Regions from separate parts of the Hordeum vulgare genome. Here region 2 is linked to region 1. A link is a contact called in public Hi-C data. All regions are on one chromosome and are shown on one strand. The core of a region is the stretch at or near the end of the contact, and the rest is flanking DNA. Distances in the headings are between cores, read along the strand shown.

Region 1 (7,202 bases), core at 1,254-3,753:
ATTTAGTCCCGGTTGGTGATATCAACCGGAACTAAAGAGGCTTACAAGGGCCCTAGCCATCCGCAACCCCTTTAATCCTGGTTGGTATCACCAACCGGAACTAAAGGTCCCATTTGAACGGGGAGTAATGTCGACCGTGCCCCCGTCCGCTCCTAGCCGTTGAAACCGGGACTAATGCTCACATTAGTCTCAAGCCCAAACCCAACCGGGACTAAATGTCCGGATGGAAGGTCTATTTTCCACTAGTGTTAATAGATTAAACGAAATACTTCCTCCGTTCACATATATAGGGTTTAATACGTTTTTTCATGTAGCCCTTGATAAATGATAAAATTATTAGTATATGAGACGTATAATATAAAATATCATTAGAAATTTATTTACATATGAATTGGCTCGTATGCTTTTGTATAACATGCATGTCATATAAAATTATTAGTATATGAGATGTATAATATAAAATATCATTAGAAATTTATTTACATATGAATTGGATGGTATGCTTTTGTATAACATGCATGTCATATGCTCCCTCCATCTCGATTTAGAGGGCATACACGTGGTTCTACATCATTGATTTGATTAATTAAATATGTATTATATATCACAAAAAGTATATCATTAGTTTCTTAAGTTGATATAGGTCCTGTTTGGAACCATAATAGATTATGATAATCTTGATTATGAAGATAGATTATATAATCTGATTTATAAAAATAATCTAGGTGAACATGTTTGGAGGCCAGATTATATAAACTGTAATCCAAGTTTTACATAGCATAATGACATGTTCGTCCTTTGTTTTTTTTTAAAAAGAGAAGGGTGGTGGTGGTAGAAATGTAATTATCTCCAACTTACAAGGGTAATGAATCATTACCAATCCATAATCTGATTTTAGCTGGGGTAGAGTAGATTATGAGTTTTTAATAATCTGTTCATCTAGATTTTATAATCTACACCATAATCTGTCCTGTTTGGAGACAGAATAGATTATAAAAACTAGATTATATAATCTAAGTGCTTTCAAACAGGGCCATAGTTTCTGAACATATATTTTTATCACATATGATACATATCTAGCTACTTAAATTATTAACTTAAAACTAAGTACATGCCCTGTAAACTCTGATGAAAGGAGTATTATTATGTTAACTCTTAATAAAAGGTCACCTCGAAAAATGTAATAAGGCTTATATATGTAGATGAAGGGAGTAGGTGGGTCCTAGTGGGTTAAATGGGACAACCGATTAATTTTGTTTGTATCCACTAAAATTCCACCGATCACCTTGAAAAATGTAATAAGGCTTATATATGTGAATGAAGGGAGTAGGTGGATCCTAGTGGGTTAAATGGGACAACTGGTTAATTTTGTTTGTATCCAGTAAAATTTCAGTAATCATTTTGGAAAATATAAGGCTGGTCATAATGATAGTATCATATGTAGTATCATGCATGCCAACTAGGCAATTTTAATAATGTGACATAGAATTAAATGAAGAAAGAGAGAGTTGAGTATCATATTATGATACCGTATCATATTAAATGTTGTGCTACTATATGTCATGCATGACAATAAATGATATATCCTATGAAACTATGCATTACGGGTGTAGTATCATACACCAGTATCATATGCATGATACTACTATATGATACTTCCATTACAACCAGCTTAATAAGGCTTATATATGTGGATGAAGGGAGTAGGTGGGTCCTAGTGGGTTAAATGGGACAACCGATTAAGAGCCTGTTTGGTTCCAAATAAGTCACCAACTTATAAGTTGAAAAGTGCAAAAAGTGACTTATTTTGTCAAACAGACCCAACTTATAAGTTATAAGTTGCTCCACCCCAACTTAAAACTTATAAGTCACTTACTTTTGTGTGGTCAGGTGACTTATAACTCAGATGCCAACCAAACAGGCGTGACTTATAAATCACTGATTTTAAGTCACCTGATTTATTGAAACCAAACAGACCCTAATTTTATTTGTATCCAGTAAAATTCCACTGAAGCAATTTAAATGAAATGAGACGATTAGTCTCACTAAATCTCACTCTGAACTACAGGCTGACATCGGTGCATGTACTCGCACGGCGAGGACAAAGTCCGTTAACTCGAACACTTGTTGTCGTGTGGAAATCGTTGTACTCCACTGGTGAAACCAGGAAAAACGCAACTGAAGGGTCGACCTAGGCCACGTTCAAAAAAGAATTCACGTGGACTATTTGCCCCGGTCGCTTCGGTTCTTCCCCAGGGGCCAGGGCCATGTCTCGTCCGCCACCGCTGTCGCCGGGTCGACACGGCCGATAGCCACCACCGAAGCTGCCTGAGTGGCTGGGCCCTCCGAGCATTTATTGGTGGTCCCACGATATCAGAACCGCCAACCACTCTTCAGTACAGTAGTCAAGTCAAACGAGCCCCACCCAAGTCAACACTAGACCCCACCTCCCGCACCCCTCCCCTGCTCTTCTCCCCTGCTTCGCCTTACTTGCCAGCAGCCACCACCGCATCCTCCACCGTTCTACGGCCTCCCCCATCAGGCCATCACCCAGACGGCTAAAAACACCATGGCCTCGCATCACGGCGGCCACATCCCCTCCTACCTCGCCCCCGCCGCCGCCCTCCTCTTTGCCTTCATAATCGCGTTTCCAGCATCCGGCGACCCCCTCGGACAGTTCTGCGGCAGCAGTGGCAACTTCACCGCGAACAGCACCTACCAGGCCAACATCCGGCGCCTCTCCGCCACCCTCCCCAAGAACACCTCCTCCTCACCGACGCTCTTCGCCACCGACACCTTCGGAACCCTCCCGGACATCGTCTACGCGCTCGCGTTCTGCCGCGGGGACACCAGCGCGGCCAACTGCAGCGAATGCGTCGCCACGGCCTTCCTGGACGCGCAGCAGCGCTGCCCGTACAACCAGGATGCCACCATCTTCTACGACCCCTGCGCACTCCGCTTCTCTAACCAGAACTTCCTATCCTCCACCAATGGCGACAGCAGATCACTCATCCTTCTGAACAATCAGAACATGTCCGTACCGGCCAAGGTGTTCGACACCGCCGTGGGCGTCCTCGTGAACGCCACCGCCGATTACGCGGCTGCGAATTCCTCCAGGAGGTTCGGCACTGGAGAGGCGGGGTTCGAGACGGTCGACGAGGCTAATCCAAAGATTTACGGTCTGGCGCAGTGCACGCCGGACATGGCACCGGCCGATTGCCGGACCTGCCTCCAGGGTATCATCGCGATGATGCCGCAATACTTCAGTGGGAGGAAGGGTGGCCGGATTCAACAATTGCGGTGCAATTACAGGTATGAGCTGTATCGCTTCTTCAATGGGCCTTCCCTGCTGCAGCTCCGGGCGCCATCCGTGGGGTTGGCTCCAGCTCCAGCGCCGGCGAACGTGAAGCCACCGCTAGCCGGAGGAGGTGAGCCTGCACAAATATTCATCCTTCAGATAAGAAGTAATTCCGTAATTCGATCCGTGAAGAAACAAAAACGTAGAAACTTAAGCGGACTGGATCGAGTCCCATTTAGATTAACACAGTTATTGTTTAATTTGATTCTAACATATACTCCGATCTTCAGAGTAAATATGTATACCATCAACACCAACCGGTGGCTAAAAGAAGCACTCCAATCTTTTTCAGAGTTGTTTAAAGAATTCGGAAGCAGTTGGCTTGTAGTACGAAAATTGGCACAAAACAAAACCTTGGCAAACTAAATAAGACTAGTAAACGACGGAATGACTATTCTCAACACGCAACTTTGGAGATGCAGTCCCGTAGCTATCAGTTAATTGACTGGACAAAACGGAGAATTATATACTCGTACAAAGTCTGGTGAGGACCCGGCCAGGCGTGCATGCTTGGCTGATTTCTAGCCATAAAAACTCGTCTGCAAAGGGTCCGTGTTGGAATTTGTAGCACTCTTACTCTTGCATGATTTGGTCTAAGTAGGAATTTTGACGAACAAAATATCTTCTTTATTTTGTGGTGCTTGTGCATGAGCATGAGCATACATTCTCCCTTCCACAAGCTTTTTAAGGCAATGCAAATAACATGGTGTTTGCTAGTTGTTACTCATAGAAGAAGTTACAGTTAAAAGCGTAACTGCAGTTTCCCACCTTATCTTCCATGAATCACTATCTGGCGATTCATAGAAAAAGGACTTTTTATTCCATCCACTTACTGGCGCCTTCCGTTTACAGGAAGCACAGGGAACGGAACAGCTAGAATTTTAGCTATTACACTGCCGATAGTTGCTGCAGTACTGGCTGCTGTTGTAATTTGTCTTTATCTATGGAGAAGGAAGAGCACACCCGCGCGAAAGACATCACTATCGTGTAAGTATTTATATATTTTTGCAAAGCATTCAAGTCCTTTATTGTTCACAAATGGAATCAGTTTTTTAAAACGTTTCAATCGAAACTAAGGTTTTCCTTTTGGCATTCGAAAATAGTTACGTTCATGCATTACACCATTATTAAAGTGTCTTTTCTCGTATGATAGATCCAACCAATCCAGAGGACATACAGAGCATTGATTCACTCATTCTCGATCTATCAACTCTACGAGTCGCAACAGATAACTTTGATGAAAGGAATAAACTTGGTGAAGGAGGGTTTGGTGTGGTTTATAAGGTGCTAATTATGTTATTTCGAAAAGGCTTTTTATTCTGTATATCGCACTTCTAGTAAACAAATATCTCCATTTGTACAGGGAATCCTTCCTGACAATGAAGAAATAGCAGTTAAAAGGCTCTCTCAAAGTTCTCGCCAAGGGATAGAGGAGCTGAAAAATGAGCTTGTTTTGGTTGCTAAGCTTCAACACAAGAATTTAGTGAGACTTCTTGGTGTTTGCTTGGAGGAACAAGAAAAGTTACTTGCGTATGAATACATGCCCAACAAAAGCCTTGACACCATTCTTTTTGGTAGGGCAACTCACCAAACCATTTTGCGTCAGTGGAACAAACAGCTAAAATATATTTTGGTTGGTTCTGATGTTTCTTTTCCTTGTGATAGATCCTGATAGGAGCAGTCAGCTAGATTGGGGGATGAGATTTAGGATAGTCAATGGAATTGCTCGAGGCTTACAATATCTTCATGAAGATTCTCAGCTGAAGATAATTCACCGGGACCTCAAAGCGAGCAACATTCTTTTAGACTCTGACTTTAATCCTAAGATTTCAGATTTTGGCTTAGCAAGGCTATTTGGAAGTGACCAATCCCATGATGTCACCAACCGTGTCGTCGGAACCTAGTAAGTGCTGGTGACATTTCTCTTATAAGATATCTGAGAGTGCATGAGTCCGTAACATAATGTTTTCATTTCAGCGGATACATGGCCCCCGAGTATGCTATGCGTGGGAGTTACTCTATCAAGTCGGACGTGTTTAGCTTCGGCGTCTTGATTTTAGAGATCGTTACTGGAAAAAGAAACAGCGTCGCATATGATTCCGAGCAAGCTGTAGATCTCTTAAGTTTGGTGAGTACTTTGGGTTTTGACTATTAAAAGTTTGGGCTTCTAGGCAAAGCTACAACTTGTAATAACAATAATACTCCATCTACTGAACACAGGTCTGGGAGCACTGGACGATGGGAACAATTGTAGAGATCATGGATTCGTCCATGACTAGCCATTCTCCTGGAGACCAGATGCTCAAGTGCATGCACATCGGACTTCTGTGTGTTCAAGAAGACCCAGCTGATAGACCGATGATGTCGGTTGTGACTGTCATGCTAAGCAGCAGCACTGTGTCTCTCCAAGCTCCATCTAGGCCAGCATTTTGCATCCAAAAGAGTGACATGAACTACTCAGGCATGCACACGGATCCATATCCAGGAGTTTCACACTCTACCAGCAGATCACCTATGTCACCAAACGAAGTTTCGATTACTGAACTTGAGCCGAGATAAGTCTGAGACTGATGATGTATTCATTATATATGCCATTAGGGAAAGACCCTACATCATATGTATAATAAACTCGGCCCCCTTGGTGGTAGGAATTTTATTGAGCAATGGCATAATACGCGAGTGTAATTATTTTGTTCGGGTTTTCTATTTATTGGGTTATCAAAAGGCGAGTACTACGAATCAGCCGGATCATCCAGCTGCCCAGCCATCGGAACAGCGCCTCTCGGACCGTTCGATGCAACAACGCCATGGTAGCGAACCAGCTTTAACGCAACGGGGTGCCAGCTCCACTGCAGCACGGGCCTGTGCGACCATAGCCCTCCAACGCAGCATCGTCGACATACAGCGAAGATTCAATGCAACACCAACAACGTCCGACGAAGCTTCATTGCAACTCCGGCGATCCCCGCAGCACTCCACTGCAGCGCGGATGAAGCTTCAGCGATCCCCACGACGCTTCACTGAAACTCCGGCGAGCTTCGTTGCACCACCGGAGTTGATTGCCAACGTCCGACGAAGCTTCATTGCAACTCCGGCGATCCCCGCAGCACTCCACTGCAGCGCGGATGAAGCTTCAGCGATCCCCACGACGCTTCACTGAAACTCCGGCGAGCTTCGTTGCAACTCCGACATTGCTTCAATCAACTCCGGTGGTGCTTTGTTGCAGCTCCAGCGAGTCCGCTCTGCTTCACCAGCTGCTGTGGCCCACCGGCTAGCCTGCAACATCACACCGTCGGCGTCGTCGCGCTTCATTGCAGCCCCCGCGGCCCTCGCGCTGCTTCATTGTGACGCCGACGAGCCCCTCTCTATGTCACCTGTTGCAGGCAGCTTCAGTCGGACATGTGCGACAGGAAGCGATTGACATAGTGGGATTACAGGAAACGATTCACCAGGATTTTAGCATACATGAGCTCCAGAGGCTTTCTCATCACCAGTTTGCCTGGCAGTGGTTGCCTTCCGCGGGCCACTCTGGGGGCATCCTCCTCGGAGTTAGGGATGATGCTTTCTCGGTTGAGGATATGGACCGTGGGGAATTCTTCGTGAGCATGTCCGTCATTGTCCGACGAGTTCACCTCAGTTGGGAGGTGATTATCGTCTATGGTCCGGCGGACCATTGCCGCTCTATTGACTTCCTCACCGAGTTGAAAAACAAGGTGGAGAGGTGCACCACTCTGGTGGTGGTGGCCGGCGACTTTAACCTCATTAGGTGGACTTCGTCTGTTCAACGACTGCATTGCTGACCTGGCGCTCCGTGAGATAGCCCGCATTGCTGACCTGGCGCTCC
Region 2 (7,202 bases), core at 1,914-4,413, 800 kb before region 1:
CGGCGGGTGGGAGGCCGCCCGGGAGGCGAGACCGGTGGGGATGGGAGGGGGCTCGCCGGCGGGAGGAGGAGGCCGGGAGGAGGGAGGCCTCGGGGTAGGGAGGGAGATTTGGAGGCACGAGGGGGAGTCGATCTGGGGAGGGAGAGAGCCGAGAGAGAGAGGGGGGTGGGGGTCTCTCGGTTGGTGGGGAGAGAACGAGAGGTGGGGAGGGGCTGCGGTACCGAGAGGGAACGAGAGGAGGTGTCGGTGAGGGTGGGGCCCCCCATGAGGGGGTTGGGGAATCGAGGCGGGAGGGAGCCCCTGGCGGCGGCGCAAGTGGGAGGGAGGGAGCGAGGCAGGGGAGGGGCTCCCTCACCGTAGGGTTTGAGGGGGGGTGCGGGGTGGGCTGGCTCGGCTGCGCCACTTTGGCCCAGTCGGCCATGGGGGTGGGGGGGTTTCCTCTTTTTCTTTTGTTTTGTTTTGTTTTGCTTTGCTTTGTTTTCCTTTTCTATTATTTCTTCTTTCTAATTTCTTTTTTTTTCTTTTTAATTTCTTTTCTTTCTTTTATCATTATTATTTTTAATACTTTCTTTCTTTAATAGTTAATATGAATTTATAATTATAATTATCTTTTGTTTTCAATTTCTGAATCCAGATAGAAATTCAATGCGGGTCAACGACGGTAATTCTCGATGATGTGGCATCATTTGCGGGTGATCACTGTAGCTTAATTACAATATTTACTGTAGCAAAAGTCGACGATGTCACAATAGGGAAGCCATCGAGAGGAGTGGGTGGAGCTAAACACATGAGTTCTTCGTTGGGCTGGCGGTGACTGTGCCAGTGCAGATGTGCTACAACTCTAGTTGGTTGCAGTTGCACAGGTTCAACACCGCGGCGGAGTGCCAGTGGTCTGCAACGACGTCTCCATCCATAGCCGGCGCCCACGCGAGGTTGGATCTGATGAGTCGCACGAGGAAAGCGGCGCCCTTAGAAGAGAAGAGAGGAAGCTTGACGAACAGAGCACCAACTACATACCGAAAATAGAGAGAGTGATGGAGAAGGGACCTTGTCAATGGCGTTGGCACCAGTGTCAGATCGGAAGTGACCACCCTCGTCACGCGGCTGGAACCTTCTCATTGAGGAGCTCGCGCCGGCATGACCATGGATCCGGACCTGCTGCCCGATCTGGGGCGAGGGGGAGGTGAGGAGGTCGTTGGTGGCGAGGATAAAGTAAGGAGAGGAAAGAAGGGATGGGGCAAAGTCTGTGGGGGAGGCCGCTCGCAGCAGCGGCGGCTGTGAGGGAGGCCGCTGGTGAGTGGTGGCGACGGCTCTGGGGGAGGACGCCAGTGAGTGGTGGCAGCGGTGGTGACGGCGGCAGACGAGGGATGGGGACGGTGTAATGTGGGCTGGGGGTGGACGATCCGTTTCTAGGTTTTCCTCTCTGCCTTCTCTAGTAAGCCAATCAGAGTTTGATTTCGAAGCAACGCGAGCCACACAAACGCAGAAAAAACAGTCCCAACGTTTGCCCAGATGTTCCTGGTTGGAGTCCTCCCTGATGACGTGGACAACGGGGGAGAGCGTCCCTGATGGGTAGCTTATTGTTGTTGATGGTAAAAGTCTGAGAGTGTGACAGGAAGAACGTGATGCACTCCCCATACAAAATTGGACACTCTCCCCCGAAGTAGAGGACAAACTAGCTATTCTAGGATTAGTAAATATGATTTACTTTAATGTTTGCTCCCCTTCAAATTTAAGATAACTCTAGGTTTAGTACTTATGGTTTCACTGGAAATATTTGGGGCAAAGAAACTTGTGACGAGCGCTTTGTACTGCCCGTTACTGCTAACTTCTGGATATAATAAATTTGTAAAAGGTTCATGACAATTATCTGTGGCGTGCATAAATACTCACAGCCACTCCTACCTAATGTACTAGTTGTGGGTATTCCAGTGTGCCCGTCACTGCTCACTTTTATCATGCGATCCAAGTTGGGAGAGTTCATTTGTGGGGATGGGTATTACCGCCCACCAGTGTAGTGGAATCTCCGATTGCGGGTAGATTTTTCTACCCGCACAATAAATTTTCCAAAATATTAGTGGCGGGTTCCTATTTATGCCCGTCACTAACTTGAAACATGTATAAGACTTTTTCAAGTATTGGTTGCTCTTTGTGACCTAGGAAATTTGGAAACAGGAATAATGATGTGTTCAACAAGGCTTCCCCTTCAATAGCACGCGACATTCATATAGGATTTTATAGGAGAGTGAATTGTAGGTGGTAGCACGATGACCTCAATGCGAACTAGGGAATCTATCGAGGTGGGCAGTGGCGAGTAGGTCTCTTTGATTTTATGCGGAATGAGGAGTAATCCCCGGTTGTAAAGTGTGGACGGGCATCTTGCTCTTTTTTTCAGAAACGCCTGTAATTTTTTCATAATCATAACAATTGCAAATATACTGATTTGATTCTAAAATGCAAGAAAATTTCACAAAAGAAAAAACAAAAATATAGGTCATAATACCAGAAAAAAATGAATTCTTTATATATTTTACACTATTTTTGTATGTTCATAATTTTACGTAATATAAAATATTTTTATATTAATTATATTTTTTTACAATCACGTTTTACGTATAAAATAAAACAGAATTTACAAAACATAAAATTACGATGCATTGATATTAAAATAGAGAGGGTGAAGAATATGTGCGGATTTCTCCGGTTCCAAACGCACCGGTGCATGTACCCGCACGGCGAGGACAAAGTCCGTCAAGTTCGACGGGAACCTGCCTTAACTCGACACTTGTTGTCATGTGGAAATAGTTGGATCTTTTTCCTCTTGTGAAACCAGGAAAAACATAATTGAAGGTTTGATATGAGCCATGTAAACTCACGTGGAGTACTTCCCCCGGTCGTTTCGGTTCTTCTTCCCGACTCCAGGGTCATGTCGCGTCGGCCACCCCTGTCGTCGGGTCAGACACGGCCGCTAGCCGCTAGCCGCTACCGAAGCTGGCTGAGTGGCTGGGCCCCGCGAGCATTTATAGGAGGCCCCACGATTTCAGAACCACCAGCATCAACGACTCTCCAGTACAGTATTCCAGTCAAACGAGCCCCACAAGAGTCAACACCAGACCCTACCTCCCGTATCCCCCCCTCAGCATAAGCCTTCTACTACTTTGCTTCGCTTTGCTTTGTAGTCGAGCCACTGCCGCATCTTCCACCACTACTGACGACTCGTCGGCTCGCCCAAGCGGCCAAACACCATGGCCTCGCACCACCGCGGCCGCATCCCCTCCTACCTCGCCACCGCCGCTGCCCTCCTCCTTGCCTTCCTCCTCCCGCCGCTGGCATCTTCCCAATCCCAGTGGCAGAACTGCGACGACAAGACCAGCATGTTCACCCAGAACAGCACTTACCAGGCTAACATCCAGGCCCTCTCCACCACCCTTCCCAAGAACGCCTCCTCCTCGCGGACGCTCTTCGCGTTCGCCAGCATCGGCACCGTTCCGGACATCGTGTACGCGCTCGCGCTCTGCCGCGGCGACGCCAACGCCTCCACCTGCGGCACTTGCGTCTCCAACGGCTTCAAGGGCGCGCAGCAGCTCTGCCCCTACAATAAGGTCGCCGCCGTCTACGAAGACCACTGCTACGTTGGCTTCTCCAACAAGAATATCCTCTCCCCCACCGGCGGCGACAACAACGCCCTCATACTGATGAACACGCAGAACGTGACCGAGCCAGTGAAGGAGGTGTTCAACACCGCCGTGGGTATCCTCCTGAACGCCACCGCCGAGTACGCGGCCACGAACTCATCCAGGCGATTCGGCACAGGGGAGAAGGGGTTCGAGACGATCGACAAGGGGAAACCGAAGATTTACGGTGTGGCGCAGTGCAGGCCAGACATGGCACCGACCGATTGCCGGAGCTGCCTCGGAAATATCATCGCGGACATGCCCCAGTACCTAAGCGGGAGGCAGGGTGGTAGAATTCTTGGATTGCAGTGCAACTACAGGTACGAGCAGTATCCCTTCTTCACCGGGCCTTCTCTGCTGCAGCTCCCGGCACCATCCGTGGGGGAAGCTCCATCTCCAGCGCCGGACAACGTGACGCCACCACCAGTCAGAGGAGGTGAGCTTGGAGAAATAACTTCCATCTTATTTGTACGATTCAGTCTTTAGACCAGAAGTAAAACATTTGAGGGACAAAACAGTGAGGTTTCATTGTTTTGAAAGGTAAAACATTTGAGGTTCGATCTGCCAAGAAACGAAAACGTAGAAACTCATTGCGGACTGGATCGACTCCATTTAGATTTACACAGCACAATTTTACTATTTAATTTGATTTCGAACATAAAAATATAGACTGTCAACACCAACCAGGAGCCTTTTCACAGAAGATCTTCAAAGTTCTGTAAAGAATTCGGAAGCAATTGGTTTCTGTTGTTCCGTCCTGACTTCTGCGTAGTCCCGTTGCTATCAGTTAATTTACTGGACAACAACCAGAATTATATGAGTTCTCAGTCTTCTGACGATCTGGCCAGGCCTTATTTCAGTTTGCATTTCGGCCAAAGGGCCGAAATATTCACTTAATTTTCATTAAATATTTGAAATTTTGGAAAAATATTTTGAATTTTTTTTATTTCTTGTGTGCTACTGAAATTGCTGAAATTAATGAAATTCAATGAATTTCATTGAATTCTCATTGAAAGTTATTTCCTTGGCTGATTGCTAGCCTTAACTCGTCTGCAAAGGGTCCGTGTTGGAATTTATAGCACTCTTGACTCTTCCATGATTTGCTCTAAGTAAGTAAAATATCTTCTGGTGTTTGTGCATGAGCACATGGAATTTTTCCTTTTTGACGGACCATTACCCATTACACAGGCTTTTCATGTCTGTTTACAACTAAAAGTGCAGCTATTCAGTGAGGTTTTAATTTTTTTTGGGAAGTTAAAACAGTGAGGTTCGATCTGCAAAGAAAGGAAAAAGTAGAAACTCAAGCTGGAACGGATCGAGTCCATTTGGATTTACACACCACAGTTCTAGTATTATTTAATTTGATTCTAGCATATAGTTATAGACTGTCAACACCAGCCAGGGGCTTTTTTACAGTCTGATTCAGTTGTGCTAAAATAACCAATCCAATCTTCATAGTTCTGTAAAGAATTCGGAAGTAATTAGTGTGTACGATAGTTCAGACAAAACAAACCATGGTAAACTAACAAAGTAAGTAAACGAGGGAAAGATTGCTCGCAACAGGAAACTTTGGAAATTTCTGTTGTTTGGTCTTGACTTCTGTGTAGTCCCGTAGCTATCTGTTAATTGACTGGACAAAACAGAGAATTATACGAGTTCAAAGTCTTGTGATGACCGGGCCAGTTGTGCATGCTTGGCTAATTGCTAGCCATAAAAACTCTTCTGCAAAGGGTCCGTGTTGGAATTTATAGCACTCCTGACTCTTCCACGATTTGGTCTAAGGCTGGTTGTAACGAAGAGTATCATATACTAGTATCATATACATGATACTAATATATGATACTAGATCTGTAATGCATAATATTATATGTCAGTAGTCTAAGGTAGTTTATTTATTGTCATGCATGACACATAGTAGCAAATCATCTATTACTGATACGGTATCATAATATGCATGATACTGAACCCTCTCTTTCCTCATTTAATTCTATGACACCTCATCAAAGTTGCCTAGTTGGCATGCATGATACTACCTATGATATTCCCATTACGACCAGCCTAAGTAGGAATATTGACGAACAAAATATCTTCTGGTGTTTCTGCATGAGCACATGTTTTTTTTTTTCCTTTTTAGACGGGTCATTAGTGATTACACAGGCTTTTCATGGCTGTTTACAACTAAAAATGCAACTATATTTTTTTATTCCTTTTGTTTTCGAGAGAGTATATTCCTTGGCATTGGAACTCAGGCGAAATAACACATTCAGATTTCCTACCCATGTCCATGTCTGAATTCAAAGAGGCTAGACATAAAAGCTTTCAGCACTGTAAACAACTAGACATCAAAGATATTAATGGATTTTCTCCAGTGATATCTTTGCAGTTTTCAACATAGTAGCTTCATTATCTTCAAAATGTGTGACAACAAGGCAGTTGCATCATCTCTTAGAGTCTTGTAGGATCCTCTTCAATGTATCTTGTACTGACTGTCGCCTTTCATTTACAGGAGGCACAAGGAATGGAACTGTTAGAATTTTAGCCATTGCACTACCGATAGTCGTTGCAATACTGGCTGCTGTTGTAATTTGCTTTTGTCTATGGAGGAGGAAGAGCAAACCGGCGGCACTAAAGGCATCATTATCATGTAAGTCCCTTATTATTTTTGGTTAAACATATATATATATTTTTTAGAAAAGGAGGATGACCCCCGGCCTCTGCATCAGGGAGATGCATGCGGCCATTTTATTTATTATTCTCGAGGACCTTACAAAGTATTACAACAACATGTCTGAATCCGCCATCTTCGCAACATCTGTTGCTACTCCTATCCATATGATGAAGGGGTGCTAGCTGGGCCACATACCCAGATCACTTACCTAAGCCTAACATCGAAAGTCGGAAGCCCCAGCAGATCCGGTCAAGCCATCTGCCACATACCGGGTCTAGGGCACAAAACCGATCTGACGCACTCGTGTGCTATCGCCGCCATCTTCCACCGGTCCGTCTTTAGAGCAAATATTGAGGCTTCTACCTTGTGTAGCCACTCTGCCATTGACGTCACCATGACGCCAGATAGCTACCTCCTCCTGCGCGAGTCCATCTCCACGCATCGGACGCCGAGTCCCCACAGCGCCATGCCGCCGATATCCGCCGCCATCAATGTGTGAGATGAAGCACCGCTCCACCATTCCTCCAGCCAGGACTTGCTCCAAAACGATGCCCCCAGGAGGGAGGGCGATAAAACGCCATCATCGTCTGATCCAGGAAGACCCAGATCTAGGGTTTCCCCCGGAGCATCCAGAGCCTGATGACGCAAACAGCAATGTTGTTGCTCCACCAGACGAGCGCCGCCGACGTCACAGCCTCCAAGATGTAGCAGGCCAAAATGCGCCGACATCGAACCGCCGCCACCTCCACCACCGCTTGAGCAGCCCCCGAGCAACACCTTCAGGAAGGAACATGCCACCGCGGTGTCGTCGTCGCTTGGACCAAGAGGATCTGAGGTTTTCACCTGAGCTCCTGGGAGGG

The links. A called contact is a pair of places that touch in the nucleus more often than the background predicts.
Region 2: a contact with region 1 is called in a Hi-C map of seedling, with 8 times the contacts expected there. The contact joins the promoter of LOC123425828 here to the promoter of LOC123425826 in region 1. A contact is called at or near these places in 2 of 6 Hi-C or Micro-C datasets (leaf and seedling).

What each region holds. Positions count from the first base shown.
Region 1 is chr2H:198,862,949-198,870,150 of MorexV3_pseudomolecules_assembly, reverse strand. It overlaps LOC123425826 (cysteine-rich receptor-like protein kinase 6), which reads left to right and starts at 2,503. Exons shown (of 7, transcript XM_045109562.1): 1 at 2,503-3,428; 2 at 4,211-4,345; 3 at 4,512-4,642; 4 at 4,722-4,932; 5 at 5,024-5,261; 6 at 5,336-5,486; 7 at 5,579-6,046. The coding sequence starts at 2,570. The coding sequence ends at 5,917.
Region 2 is chr2H:199,660,899-199,668,100 of MorexV3_pseudomolecules_assembly, reverse strand. It overlaps LOC123425828 (cysteine-rich receptor-like protein kinase 10), which reads left to right and starts at 3,163. Exons shown (of 7, transcript XM_045109564.1): 1 at 3,163-4,110; 2 at 6,181-6,318. The coding sequence starts at 3,246.